2 separate regions of the Pan troglodytes genome follow, and region 2 is linked to region 1. A link is a contact called in public Hi-C data. All regions are on one chromosome and are shown on one strand. Each heading gives the region's core, a stretch centred on a gene start, on an enhancer-like site or on the middle of the called end of the contact. The rest is flanking DNA. Distances are from core to core; before and after follow the strand shown. Region 1 holds the start of PLPP3 (phospholipid phosphatase 3). Region 2 has its middle 360 kb from the start of USP24.

Evidence for each region. A called contact is a pair of places that touch in the nucleus more often than the background predicts.
Region 2: a Hi-C map of stem cell-derived neural progenitor cells shows a contact between it and region 1, with 5 times the contacts expected there. The contact joins the enhancer-like site here to the promoter of PLPP3 in region 1. A contact is called at or near these places in 1 of 7 Hi-C or Micro-C datasets (stem cell-derived neural progenitor cells) and 1 of 1 datasets of contacts at active chromatin or transcription factors (stem cell-derived excitatory neurons).

The regions. Positions count from the first base shown.
Region 1 is chr1:174,400,136-174,404,857 of NHGRI_mPanTro3-v2.0_pri, forward strand. It overlaps PLPP3 (phospholipid phosphatase 3), which reads left to right and starts at 2,621. Exons shown (of 6, transcript XM_016919260.3): 1 at 2,621-3,466. The coding sequence starts at 3,328.
Region 2 is chr1:175,399,521-175,404,242 of NHGRI_mPanTro3-v2.0_pri, forward strand. No RefSeq gene overlaps it. Among named protein-coding and RNA genes, the nearest start is that of USP24, 360 kb to the right of the region's middle. Within about 2 kb of position 2,366, at least 3 of the 24 cell types and tissues checked have an H3K27ac peak or open chromatin away from gene starts, as enhancers often do. A contact at or near this core is called in stem cell-derived neural progenitor cells, where this site is marked.

The DNA of each region.
Region 1 (4,722 bases), core at 1,371-3,870:
TGTTGCTCAGACTGGAGTGCAGTGGCATGATCTGGGCTCACTGCAACATCCACCTGCCCAGTTCAAGCAATTCTCGTGTCTCAGCCTCAGGGAGTAGCTGGGACTATGGGTCTGTACCACCACACCAGTATTTTTAGTAGAGATGGGGTTTCACCATGTTGGCCAGGCTGATCTTGGAGTCCTGGCCTCAAGCCATCTGCCTGTCTTGGCCTCCCAAAGAGCTACGATTATAGGCGTGAGCCACTGCGCCCAGCCAGTCTGACTTTTAAAAATATGTGTATTCTTAAATTAATAAAAGTCATTTCACAGATAAGGAAAAGCAGACAGGAAACATACAGGGAGGTACCTATAAAATTCATGTAGTTACTATTTCTTTCTTTGACTTAGGATTTCACCATTATTTATTGTGGTATTAAGGTCAAGGCTCTCGCCTCATGGAGCTAACAATGTTTGAGGGACAAATTATGACCACTTGCAAGTAAGACAAGCCACTATATTCCACTGCACATGACCCTGTCTTATTATTTCACTTTGCAGGTAATTTCATGATTTGCAAAGTGAAGTAATCAGATAGGGCCGTGTCCAGTGGAATAAGACCTTGAGTAGATACTCAAGGTCTTTTAGAGCTCCAAGGAGGGAAAGATCAGAGAGGCCTGCAGTTTCAAGAAAGCTTGCTTTTAGATTGGAATTCCAAAAGCATGGTTTGATGACTAAGAATTTCAAAGATGACTATAATTACAAAGACAATTGAGTAGGCAAAGACCCTGGAATCCTGAATTCCTCTTAGAATGTCAATAATTATGAACCTGGCCTTGTTTTGTTTCCACTCTTTTAACTTTTCAAGAGAAGGTGTTTCTCAAGAAAAAGCTATCTCAAGCATCTGCCTTCTGAACTACCCTGGCTTTTACCTGTGCTATTTGAATTGAGAGTGCTGTGTGTGATTTGCAGTTGGATGCTTCAGCTCCAAAACTTCTTGGGAGAGTCAGATCTTCTTGCTTCCAGAAGATAGCAATGTTGTCTTTCTTTGCAAGCCCCACTTACTAACCGGTCCTAACTTGAGCTTAATTCAGTACACAGCAAATCCCGTGCTAGGTACTAGAGAGATGCCGCGGCGCTGATAACCTACACAATTTGCTAGTCTTTACCATCTGTAACACCAAATCAGGCTGAGATAGGCTCATGCCTGTAATCCTAGCACTTTGGGAGGCCGAGGCAGGCGATCATGACGTCAGGAATTTGAGACCAGCCTGACCAACATGGTGAAGCCCCATCTCTACTAAAAATACAAAAATAGCCGTGTGTGGTGGCACGAGCCTGTAATCTCAGCTACTCAGGAGGCTGAGGCAAGAGAATCCCTTGAATCCAGGAGGCGGAGATTGCAGTGAGCCAAGATTGAGGCACTGCACTCCAGCCTGGGTGATAGAGTGAGACGCCATCTCGGGGGGAAAAAAATAGTTATAAGCAAAGAGTTGACAGTGAAGTTAATTCTGTGCAGGAATGAAGAAAGTACTCAGAGAGGAGGTGACATTTCAGAGGATACTAAAGCAAGAGAAGCATTTCCCTAACTAGAGGAGGAAAGGGTATGCATTATAGGCAGAGCGTGCAGGAGAGCAGGGGTGTGGAGTGTGAAAGGATTGTACCAGAAAGGGCAATTGTACCAGAAAGGGTTGATGGTGGCTGCATATAAAGTTATCAAAACCCAAAACAAGTCAGTGTAAGAAAGAACATGATTCATATAATGTATCAAAAAGCTACAAATATTTCCATTTCTGAATGCACACAAAGAACCACCTGGAAAAAACATCCATTTATTGTCCACTGTGCCCAGGTCCATGCTAGGCACTATAGAAGATACAAGGGAAGGCCCTTGCCCTGGAAATGTTTATTCTCTATCTGGAAAAAAGATTAACTCACATAAAATAATTAAAAATAAGATGCCAGCCTCTAAGGAAAAATGTTAGATTGTCTGAAACTCAAGCAGAGAGCATTTTGGCTGCCCTGGAATTCCCCATAGTAGTAGAATTACTCTTGGGGCCAAGAGAGGGGTTGCCTGAGACTCCTTCACCCAGAAAAAAGGTAATTGCTAACCCTCACAGAGCACTTCCTATGTACTGGGCACTGTTCTAGGAGCTTATACGGATTAACAAATTAAGTCTTCACAACCACCCTATATGAAAAGGAACAGTTATCTCTAGTTACATACGGGGAAACTGAGGCACGGAGTCACAGGATTGAAATCCAGGAGATGTGGTTCCACAGTCGTGCAGTCTTTTTCATTTTAGTATTCTCAAAATCTAGCGTAGTACCCGGTGTTGGATGTTAAGATCTTAAACAAACAAACAACTCGTTTTCCTTAAAAATTATATTTTCAGGGTAATACAATTCAAGTCACAATAAAGACCTGAAAGCCTCAGGTTTGTAGGTGAGGAAAAATGCATTTTAGCTGTACAGCCCTAACTTTTACTTGACCCAAGGCCAGCAAGAAAACGTTTCTTTTTATTTATATATATTTTTTCTTTGGTGACAATTTGGTGTTTCTGAACGCTAGGGGCTCCCGGTTTCTCTGGTTTGAGAGTAACTTTTCCTTTTAGGACTTTTTTTTTTTTTTTTTTTGAAGGGGGTGGGGGAAAATGTGGCCTTAATTATCCTACGTCTTAGGCAGCTTAAGGAAGGGGCTGTGCTTTCGGAATCCCATCCGAGCCAAGTAAGGAGGTCCCTCTCTCTCTCTCCCCCCACGTCTTCTCTTTTTAAAGGACCTCGTGAAATAAAAGTGCAGAAAACAAACCCAGGCGATCACAGCAGCAGCCGCCGCGGCAGCAGCACCAACAGCAGGAGGAGCAGGAGGAGCCGGAGGAGGAGGAGGAGGAGGAGGAGGAGGCAAAGTTAGAGTTGGGGCTGGCGCTCCGGAGTTGCTGGGCTCAGCGCAGCTCCCATTCATTAAGGAACCAGCTGCGGAGGAAGGTGGCCGAGCGCCCGCGCTGCCCACTCGCTCGCTCGCGCACTCAGACGCGCGCCAGAACAGCGCGCCCCAAGCTGCGCAGCTCTGCAAAAGTTTCTGCTCGGGATCTGGCTCTCTTCCCCTTGGACTTTCGAACGATTTAGGGTTGAGAGAGGAAAGCAGAGGCGCGCAGGAGGAGCAGAAAACACCACCTTCTGCAGTTGGAGGCAGGCAGCCCCGGCTACACTCTAGCCGCCGCGCCCGGAGCCGGGGCCGACCCGCCACTATCCGCAGCAGCCTCGGCCAGGAGGCGACCCGGGCGCCTGGGTGTGTGGCTGCTGTTGCGGGACGTCTTCGCGGGGCGGGAGGCTCGCGCCGCAGCCAGCGCCATGCAAAACTACAAGTACGACAAAGCGATCGTCCCGGAGAGCAAGAACGGCGGCAGCCCGGCGCTCAACAACAACCCGAGGAGGAGCGGCAGCAAGCGGGTGCTGCTCATCTGCCTCGACCTCTTCTGCCTCTTCATGGGTGAGCCCAGCCCCGCTGTCCCTCGGCCCCTCGGCCCCTCGTCCCTCGGCGCGCGTCCCAGCCCAGTCCGGGGCCGCGCAGCGCCGCGCCGCGCCGTCAGCTCCGGGGGGCCCCCGCAGCCTTCCTGGGGAGCCTTCGCGCCGCCCAGGCCCGAAGCCCCCGCCCTCCCCGATCCCACCGACTTCTTGGCCTGTACTTGAGGGGGTCTGGGCGTGCTTAAGCGTTCGTGGGCAACTGTTAAACCAGCTCAGTAAAAGTCGTCTCCACGTTGGAAGCCCGGGCGGAATCCCGCGGAAGGTGTGGGTTCGTCCTTTTAGCGTAGGGGAAGTTGGTTGAGCCGTGCTCTAGAGCCAGCGTATAGCTAGCTGGTCGCCCTCCATCCGAGTGAAATGGATCGCCCCGAGAGTCGGGCTCCTGCCTGGAGCCAAGCTGCCTTCCCGGCGGCTGTATGTAAACATCCAGCCCTTCCGCCTTTGCTGCCCAGGCTCGCCAGACTGGCTAGCCGGCCTTTTCACTTGCTTCTCTCCTGTAGGTGCTTTCCCCGGGCTTGGTGCTGGGCACGGCTTCAGCAATCACTTGAGTGCCTACTGTGTGCCAGGTGGTAGGCGGCTTCACGGGCATCAGTTTTAGCTCGCCCACTCTCTGACTCGGTGCAGCAGGGGTGATGAGCCCCATTTCCCTGATGGGCACATTGAGGCACTGGGAAAGCCAGCTGCGATCTTGTTTGGGGACCACAAATTTAATTGCGCCCCCAGAAAGTTGAGGCGATGGTCCACTTCTGTTTTCCAAAGTCGTTGGAAGCCACAGCTGGAAGAGCGGTGGGAGTTAAAGGAATTGGAGTGGGAGGGTGAGGAGGATTTATGAACTCGGTAGGGGAGGGAGAAAGCGCTTCACACGAATGAACAGGACTTCCAAGGTTGAAGTCAGCCTAGGATTGTTTTTTTTAAAGCGAATCATGGTGTAATGGAAAACGCACAGTACTTGTCATCAGAACACTGCCACTCTTGCCACTTGCTGGGTGTGCCACTTAACTGCCTCATGGGCCTCAGTTTCCTCAGCAGTTGAATGAGTGGGTTGAAGTAGATGCTCTCCAAGGCCCCTTCCCGCATTAAGAACTCGGATTTGGTCCAGAAGCTGTTCTGCCAACTCTGCTAACTGAAGAAACATCTGTGTTCCCAATTCAGTTCCCTTAAAATACAGCTCCTGCACAGACTTAAGTCCCCTTTGAAATGGATTTGTCCATGCAGATTTTGCAG
Region 2 (4,722 bases), core at 1,116-3,615, 1.0 Mb after region 1:
TGTGCATTGGCTGTGCTGGCAACGCAGCCAAGGGAGCCCAGCCAGGAAGTACTACAGAGATGGCCATTCCCCAGGACACCTGCCCCCATGACTTACAAACCTGGGTTCAAGTCCCAGAAGCCTCACCTGCAAACATGGTGGCCTTCTCTGTTCAGTCGCTCTGCTTCCTGTTTGGTTAATTTTGGGTTAATAAAAACAAACCATAAGGATAGTGAGGAGGATTCAGTGAGACTGTAAGCCATAAGGACAAGTACTTAGGATCACTTCTTTCCTGGCCCCCAGTGAAGAGTTGTCGGAGGTGTGAATGAACAAACCACATTAGATAAAACCCACAACAAACAACACTAATGTTAATTTCTCCTTTCACAGCCAGGAAAAGTTGAATCCATGGTTTATTACACATTTACCCTGGATGTACTCAAGGCTATGGAGAATACAAAGGCGAAAATGACGTGAGCCTCCCTCCAGGCTTTAGGATGATCTGGACACACATAAAACACAGGACACAGTGGGGTAAGTAGACAAAGAAAAAAAGGCTACGGGAGCTTGGCTTGAGCCTGGTGGTCCCTCTGAAAAAGAGGAAAGTGAAGAAAGAAAGCTGGATGCCAGCGCATCAGGAAAGAGGGTGTTAGGAACAATTGTGGGCTACGGCTTGGGTTTTATTAGACCAGGGATCCAGGATTGCTCAGGCGCCCTTACACATGAAAAATCAAAGACTGTATTAATAGCTGGACTTGTACCCAAAACCTCTAAGTGGAGTTTTCTGGAGCTTTTTCATAAGCCCTTAAGCCTAAATTCAAATCTTGGGATCATAGCATCAGCCAGGCAGCCCTATGGGCCAAGAGACCAGAGATGAACGTACTGGAACACATGTGTGATGGGAAAGAGGGAAAGGCTGGGTCTCCCTGCTGCAGGCTGGGCCCTGGCTTCCCTCCTGCTCTAAAAGTGACCCTTTAATACACAGTGATCCCTGCAATAGTATTCAATCGTTTATCTCCGTCTTGGCATCTTTCTAATCAATGAACAACTTTTCCACAATGCTTGGAGAGGAGGGGAGGAGGGGGGCTGCCCTGATTAGCCCCCTCCATTCCCTCCGAGGTTGCGGGTGGGTGGGACATGTCTTACTATTTTCTGGCTCCGTACCTTTGCATCCACTGTGTCCCATCCCTGGAATTTCCTTCTCCTCTATTTTGCTAACACCTATGCATCTTTCAAAACTTAGCCCAGGGTCACCTCCTCAGTGACGGCCTCTGTGAGTGCTCTAAGTCAGCTGCTGCCTCGAAGATAAGCACAGGGTACTGCTGTGCCCAAACTTAGCACCCACCACATTGCATTGTCATTATCAGTCTACTTCTCTAAGACCCTCAAACATGAGTGAGCTCCTTAAGGACAGGAAACCTGCCTTCTTTTTCTTTTCTAATTCAACCCCAAGGCTGTTGCTCAGAGGATGAATGTGGAAAGGGGAGAGGAGGGAAGAGTATTTTCCAACAATGTAAAGTTTTATTCTAGGTAAGAGTGACTTCCTGTCCCTTGTAGTGGGCAAACATCTTGTGCATCTTACGGAAGAGGAACCCCAACAGAAAAGAGATGAATGCAATGCTAAACCCAACCAAGATTCAACCTAAAACTTTTAGGAAAGGCAAGGTCTGGAGTTAGGAACCCACATGACAGCTTGTGTGCATGTTCTGCTTTCTCTCTCTTTCCCTCTGTCTCTCTCTCTCTGTTCACACACACACACACACACACACACACACACGTAGTCACAGGCATCTGCATGTATCCATATGCCCCCCTAATAATAGAACTCCTTCCTCATGCCAATACTTTAACCCTTAGCATGCACCTTCCCAGGTAGGACTTCATGGGAGCTGCACAACACTCCTTCTCTGAGCAGTGGTAGGCCCTGCCCTTGTCTCCTAAAGGACCAGTTTGATAAGGTGGAAAGGATCTTGAATGAAAGTCAGAGGACTGGGTTTATGTCTGGAATCCATTGAGATGCAATGTTGAAAACTTTGAAAAAATTTATCCGATCTTTAAGGCCAAAGCAACAGTTTCTGGGAAAGTTAGAACTTGTCACTTATTGAATGTCTGTGTCTACTGTAGACTGGAAGTCGCCTGGGTCAGGGCCAGTGCCTGCTCTGTTCACTGTTGCATCTTCAGAACCTAGCCGTGTACCTGGAACAGGATCGATACTCAAATTAATATAAAAGTGAATAAAAAGTGAATGTCCTCCTCTGAATTTCAGGCTGCCGTGTTTACAGGTGTCAAAGACCTAATGGAGGAACCGTGGGGTTGTCACAAAGGCCTTCCTGGCCTGAACCCTGTGAGTCATCTTTGCTGCTGACACGTGCACAGCATGTTATGAATCATAGAGAGCTTTGATCTGCTTCAGACCTCACAAGTGAGTGATTTATCCCCTATGAATGCTAGGTTCATTGAGGGTGGAATTTTAATGATTTCTGTATCCCAGGCCCCAGCCCCTGCTCTGGCACATAGCAAATGCCCAGTAAGTGTCTGCTCTTTCATTCATACAAAACAATAAAGTAATGACCTGATGCTCAGAGAAGTGGCTTGTGCGGGTCCTATGGCATACTAATGAGAGAGTCAGTGCTCCACTCCGGCCTTGGTACTTCCTGCTGTAGCACATCAAGGATTGTGTGCTTTCGTGCATGAGGCCATGAGGGAGCTTCGGAGTCAGTGACCTACACCCTGCCCTATTGCCTACTGCATCCGTCAAAGGACATGAGGCCAGACTTCTGCCCTGTTGTGGCAGGGCTCCAGCTGGGACTGACGCCATGGCTGACTAGTGTCAGGTATCTTTGGGACTATCCAAGCTTAAAATACTTCTGCCTCTAGGTACGAAGAATATAAGCCATGGCATCAGCTGTGGGTTAAATTATGCCCCCAAATAGGTATGTCGTGGTCCAAATCCCCAGTACTTGAAATTGTAACCTTATATGAAATGGGGTCTTTGCAGATGTAATCAAGTTGAGGTTAGGTCATACTGGATTAGGGTGAGTCCTAAATTCAATAAATGACATCTTTATAAAAAGCCATGTGATGACACAGAGGAGAGGCACAATGAAAATGCCATGTGACAAAGGAGGGAGGGATTGGAGTAATGTGTCCAAAAGCCAGGGAACGCTAAGTATTGCCTAGAGCACCAGAAGCTAGGAAGAGGGCAGGAAGGATCCTTCTTAGAGTTTTCAGAGGGAACATGGACCTGTGACACCTTGATTTTGGACATCTAGCCTTTGGAACTGTGAGAAAGCATATTTATATTGTTTTCAGTCACCCAGTTTATGGTTTTTTGTCACAGCAGCCACTGGGAACCATACATATAGCAAAAGCCTAAAGTAAGAGATGTTTCTTTGCAATACAGGCAAGAGGAAAGGGCCTGGAGAGAGCATCCGCCAATGAAAAACAAAACTCACAGTGAACTTGAAGACCCAAAGATCCCTGTTCCACACAGTTTTAGATGGTTTATATTTTTATCAACACAATTAAATAATATTAGACAACTCTGTGTGTGTGTAACTTATATTTACACAATTGGAGAGCAGGGTTCTCTTCAAATAGGATAATCATCTGATTCACTCATAATTTGGAGAAAAGTCAATCCAATCTATCCGTCAACAAGTCTGGTCCCTGACCAAAATCCTTGGGGCCTTAAGGAGGCAGGGCAGGGAGTATCGCTGTCCATGAGATGCTGAGGCAAAGGTCAAGAAGGAATAACAGAAAAGGTGTTCATTTGAGCTGAGCCAAGGAGGAGAAATGCACCATGGGGTCACTTAAAACAAAATCAAGTTGACAAAAGTGAAAGGGGTTCATGAAAGAAGGAAGCACACAAAAGCCTGGTCCACTGAGGGACTAATGGTGTTCTTCTATTTGGCTGGACCCAGCAAAAAAGGGAGAAGGCAGATAAGATTTGCTGATTACCTATTCTCTACTATGTAAGTAAGCGTACCTTACATACCTATGTAAGTGTATAAGAAATGTAAGTTGTTTTTCTAGAAAGCGCCCTGTTTTGTCTTCTAAGAGCATATTCTGCCTGAGGACAGAAATCCTAATGTAATCAATTTGGGATTTTTTTTTTCTCATCATGCCAGGGCTTCCTCCATCCCAAGATTGCACCTTAGTTCTGATGGGGATAGGAGTGTTGGAATGGAAAGGCTGATGTATGGTAGCAATGCACTGGGGAGAGGGATGGGGATGGGGAAGAACATCTGTGTCTCTCATCTCATCCTCAGCAGCAGCATCCATTGCAGTGTTATCTGAGCAGCCCATGCAGAGCCTACTGCTGGTGGGTGTCTCCTCACCCAGCCTTGTGGCTCCCAGATCTGTCCCATCTCAATGTCTACCACTCTCTGCAACATGGATGTAGTAGTTTGTAACTGTGTCCACTTGGCTAAGCTAGGACTATATTTCCCTAAATTCACTTCCTGTACAATTTCAGGTTGGAGTTTGTCAAAAGACTTAATGCAAGATTTAGAAAAAGTAAAGCAGCACCACTGCTCTCTTACGGCTGTTGTATTTAGGAGAGATGAGTGACAGTTGCAGACATGCTGCAGATTCTAGCGTGCTCTCATTCTCCTCACTTGTCTACCTTCACAAATCTCAAAAGGGGTGGGTAGAGATTTTCTCTGATCCTTCCACTGCCCCATTCAGACTCTTATTTCCACAGCTTCTCCCACAATCATATGTGGTCTTATATCTATAATA